Regions from separate parts of the Lactuca sativa genome. Here region 1 is linked to region 2. A link is a contact called in public Hi-C data. All regions are on one chromosome and are shown on one strand. The core of a region is the stretch at or near the end of the contact, and the rest is flanking DNA. Distances in the headings are between cores, read along the strand shown.

What was found. A called contact is a pair of places that touch in the nucleus more often than the background predicts.
Region 1: a Hi-C map of seed shows a contact between it and region 2, with 4 times the contacts expected there. The contact joins the promoter of LOC111905328 here to the promoter of LOC111905325 in region 2. A contact is called at or near these places in 3 of 4 Hi-C or Micro-C datasets (leaf and seed).

The regions. Positions count from the first base shown.
Region 1 is chr6:53,670,897-53,673,596 of Lsat_Salinas_v11, reverse strand. LOC111905328 reads left to right here and starts at 1,400. Exons shown (of 7, transcript XM_023901023.2): 1 at 1,400-2,012; 2 at 2,222-2,276; 3 at 2,380-2,454; 4 at 2,567-2,658. The coding sequence starts at 1,651.
Region 2 is chr6:53,508,254-53,510,953 of Lsat_Salinas_v11, reverse strand. It overlaps LOC111905325 (general negative regulator of transcription subunit 3), which reads right to left and starts at 1,361. Exons shown (of 13, transcript XM_023901020.3): 1 at 1,086-1,361; 2 at 850-981; 3 at 553-669; 4 at 400-450; 5 at 211-300; 6 at 1-124. The coding sequence starts at 1,178.

The DNA.
Region 1 (2,700 bases), core at 151-2,650, 160 kb before region 2:
ATGCAAGGACGATGTTGTTGGTATAAATGGATGATTATTACTATTAGTACTCAATGCCATATTTAATTTATGGATTATTGCATTATGAGAAGTTATTGATGTTTGATATAAGCAAGTCAAATTTATATTTATGTGTGAATTGTGTAATTAACAATACATATATAACAATTTGGTAAAGTTAAATGGTTAAAATACATGGTTTTCTTAAGATATCTAAGTAAGTATCTTATGATCGAGAGAAGAACTAGAATTGGATAATAAATGAGAGAATTCCATTATTGACAATCGTAGGACATGAACTTGAATGTTAAATTGATTGAATGGAATCCTTGGACATGTATAAAGTAAATTCTACTAACATAAAAAGACAAGGTAGAAGTTAATACTAGGTTATCTTTTCAAGGCTAGTATAGGTGATATTTTTTCAACATGAGATATGAGATACATGGGGGAATAGATAAAAGCAAACACAAATCTACTGCTTCAAGTACGATTCAATTATTACCTATCAAACATGAAACAGTTATGATATATTGATATTTGTCAAATATATAATAGTAATGTATTGTGTGTATGACACGTTGGTCTGATGGATAGTTAAATATATGTCTAACATAGGTATGACTAGAATAGGTAAATAACTAACAATAGTTAATCTTTTGTGTTGTTGTTTGTAAAATAATGCCTATATAAGGATCATTGATCCCGTTAAATAAAGCATGACGAAAATTTGTCAAATAAGTTTACTTTTAAATTTGTTTAAAATATAGATCATATATCCTAAATATATTATTCAAGAATTCGACAAACATATCCTAACAATAGAATATTTATTGATAATGTTTGTACTCCATATAAAAATTTCTAGCTCCGCCACTGATATGTAATAATGTTAAGTTAGGCATACGTCTAAGACATGTATGACTAGAATAGGTAAATACCTAACAATAGTTAGTTTGTTGTGTTGTTGTTTGTAAAATATTGTCTATTAAGTATCATTGATCCCATAAAATAAAACATAATGGAAATTTGTGAAATGAGTTACTTTTAAATTTGTCTGTTGAAGTTTTTTAACTTATGAATATCAGATCATATATCCTAAATATATCATTCAAGAATTTGACAAACATACGAATATCATACAATACAATTCAAAGATCACGATTAGATACTGTCTTATTAATCATTTTTAGTATTCTATATTTTTTATATTTAAATATTAATATATTATTATTTTGAAAAGTTATTGTATAATGCCATCTATGCATGCTAATTTTTTTATGTTAAAAAAAATGACATTTTGCATCTGAATTCTGAAATAAATGAAAAATCAAAAACATCATATGGTTAAACACTTCAACTTTAAAAAAAAAAAACAAAAACTTATTATTGTAAGCCAAATCGAGCGACACAAAGGACTGAATAGTAATTTCACAGAGGGTGAAGGCAGAAGATATTCGAAGTTGGGAAGAGGGAATATGTGGTAACAGATTTTTCCCGGAAAAAATGATTTAGACAAGACTTCCACAACTCAATTACTTACACATTCCAACAAAAGGTGTTCAAATTCGTCAGGATCTGAGAATTATGTTTTAAATCAGTTGAAATTTGATTCGAATCGATCAAACACACTCCAGAACGCTTTTATTGATGGCGGAATTCACCGCCCTCCGTCGCCTGAAGCCGATCTTCATCGTCGACGAAATGTCGGTAGGGTTTGAGCCAAAAGATATCATCGGCGCTCCGTTGTACGGTGGCAGAAGTTGTAGGGGGTTGAGACTATCAGACAAACGGAAGATCACGGCATTAACCAATTATACCCAAAATCGTACCACCAGAGATACTAGAGTCTTCGCGTCGGCGTCTGGGAGCAAGTCGAAGAGCATGAAAGGCAATGAAAAGGACGCGATTGTCGATCAGCAAGCTATTTATGATGAACTGTTGGGAGATCCTGATTATGAGAGTGATAATCTGTCTTGTTTCAGAGGTTTAGTTTTGGACATCTCGTACAGGTTTGTGCTTCTCATCTTCCTTTTTTATACAATATTAGTTTAATCTGATGTGGTGCGACTGAAATCTTATTAGTTAAGCTGTCATACATCAACATGTATCTGTGGATTCTTCCTACTTTTAGACTGTTAGTTAAGCTACATCTCTGATTGGCTTCTTAATACTGTATAGTAATAACAGTGATTGGATCTGATTGTGATTGTTGTTCTAGGCCTATAAATGTTGTCTGCTGGAAACGTGCCATTTGTTTGGAGTTCATGGAAAAGGTTAGAGATTTGAAAAATGAAAACTTGTAATCATCTAATAGACTAATATTCATGAAAATTATTGATCTTATGTATGAAATCTGTGAATGTATCATATACACAGGCTGATGTTCTTGAATATTATGATCAAACTGTGAACTCTCCTAATGGATCCTTCTATATACCTGCTGTTTTAAGGGTAATTCATTATTCATCACATACTACTGTATTATCAATTCACTAATCCTTCATGAGAATCATAACACTATCTATTTGCAATTTGAATGTTCAAATTATCTCTTTTCTATCAGGTTCCACATTTGCTTCAGGTTGTTAAGAGAAGAAGATTTGTGAGTTTGCTTAGCCGAAAAAACGTATTAGCTCGTGACAATTTTACTTGCCAGTAAGTAACCTCACATTTAATTTCCAATATCTGCAAAAAAAA
Region 2 (2,700 bases), core at 112-2,611:
CCAAGAAATCTTTAACATCATTGACTTGTTCAGGGCTCAACTCATCATTATCCAGCAATCTTAAAATCAACTCTAACTTCATTATATGAGCTTTGTGTCGATTGATTGATGATTCCAAATGAGTCTGTGAAACAAATTGCTTATTAAGTTATGAAATTTTAACAATGATCATTATTCATCAGAAATTGTACCCTTCATTTGCTATATTACCAATCTTGGTGGCCTTGCTTTCCCTTTTTTAACAGATAACCCCTCCATCTCAGCTTCAAAACTATCAATTTGAGATTCAAGCTCAGACACCTAATTCAAGAAAATGTATATTTAATTATTTATATAAATGTCCAATTTGTGATTCAAAATCAGACTTCAAAATGAAAGTATAGTACTATAGTTCCATACTGTATTGTTCAACCAATCTCTAGTCTCTGACTTTGCTTTCTCCTTTGGATCCTACGACAGAGAATTAACAGATTAATGCAGGAAAAAAGATGTACACAAATGTCCAATTTCAGATTCATACAGTAACAATGGTGGAAATATAGTAATACATACTGTTTTAGGCTGCTGTCCAAGGCCTTCCTTGGAGAATGCTTTTGTCTTTGTTTCCTTTTCACATATCTTAAACCGTTCCATTTCTTTTTCAATAAGCTTCCGAGCATCCATTAGAGCCTGCTCATAAGAGGCACTAACCGATGTCAACATGCATGAAAGAGAATTTTGTTGTAAATATATTTTCTGTGGATTGAGATAAACCTAATAGCGAACAGCACACAACTACTAGGAAAACAGTATTCGATACTTCAGTAACTCGGTAAGCAAGCAGCAACTGTACAGAGCGATTAAACTAACCTTTTTATCCTTGATCTCGGTGAACTGTATCCATGTCTTAATCTGGTCTCTGTGCCTCTGAAGTTTCTTGATCTCCTTCTTCAAATCGGCTTCAAATTTCTCCTTCTGATTGGCATTGTCAGTATCGTAAACCTAAACAACGAAATTTCGACAACTGACTGTTACACATCAACTATCAATATATGCATTAAACGAAAAAAAAAATCAAGAAGTTGAAGATAACTAAATGAAATTGCCTTGTTCCAAATACTGTCGAAAATATCGACTCCTTCCTGGACTTTCTTCAAAACCCGATCGATCTCGCCTTGAAGCTTTCTACTCGCTCCCATTAAGAAACTATAAAATGTGGCAAACTGATTGAATTATTATTAAAACCGATCATCCAAAACCCCAGCGATTGGTAGTGATGCTTTCCCAAATTATGGCTCCGATCTTGTGTAATTCTAGTAGGATTTTCTTTTCTTTCAGTGAAGACGATGATAAGTTGGAGTAGGGAATTTTGCAACAAAAATGCAATCAAATAATAGAAATAAAACATCAACAATTTTTATCTATTTATCTTTAAAATCTTCCTATTCATTTATTTTTAGGGTAAATGTCACTCTCACCCAACCATTTTTCTAGTTATGGCTTAAATGGTCCCTATTGTTTTTTTTTCGCACTTGAGAGGAACCAAGTTTTACTTTACCGGCTAAATTGGTCCAGTTACCTGTTTTAACAGGTAAACCATACACGTAATAAGCATAATCAGCAAGTGAGTTGAGTCTGAGTTAACTCATGTACATGTCACTGAGTTGTGACCGGTTCCTTGCTTGGGGCCTAAGGGTCACTGTGGACCCATCAGTCCATAAAAGCAGTGGCTTATTCGATGAAACCCTAAATCTTCAATACCCTTTTCCACTAAAGGTTACCGACAATCCGACATAACCTCGATACTTCGCATTCACGTGAGTCACGATGGCGACCCCACCACCACTTTCGCCGGAGTCAATATCTATAAATTCACGAGACCGTCTCAACTTCGGCGATTTGCATACAATTTATTGTGATTGTGGAGCAGAAATTGCAGAGCAGAAAATGGAAGTCGCCCGGTTCAAAGAAGAAATGGGTCGAGATTTGGTGTTATGCAGGGTTCAGTCACTCGCATTACATCGTCAGATTGAGTGCACAGAGAAAAAGGTGACTTCGTTGACTGTATTGGTGATTAGACTTGTGATTGTGACTTTTGGTTTTATGGTGGAGAAGTTTCTTCGTATCGTGAACCCCTGATTTGTTGGTGTTTATGTAGGTGGTTCGTAGTGTTTGTGTTGATTAGGTATGGATGTGTCTTCTTTTGGTAGTATAATGTTGTGTATTAGGGTTTATGTGTTTGTTTTGGCGAAGGTGATTGAAGACCTGTCTAAGCACAGGCAATTTTGTATAAACTAAACTTTGTAACCGGGTTTATTTAATGGAAAAATAGTAGTTAATGGAAATTATAGTTAATTAGTGTGAAAGAGGGTAATTTCGTCCTTTCACAATTTACCCTTACATATACTCATGTTTCAGACACATATGTGGGCTTAATAAGCTTTCTTTTGCTCTCATATTCTTCTTACCGTTCAAGTGACCTAACTGAAATGAAGGGTTCGATGAAATCAGTTCAATGCTCGTGTGGATGTGAAGCAATATTACGAACGTCAACTACTAAATACAACCCTGGCCGACTCTTTGATGCTTGCCCTAAAAAGGTAAATGTAAATTGCATGTTAACTGTTGACCTAGATTTTGATAATTTGTTTCTGGGTTTGGTAACTTAATCTATAACAAATAATAACTTCCATTATAGGGGCCTCGTGATGGCTTCATATG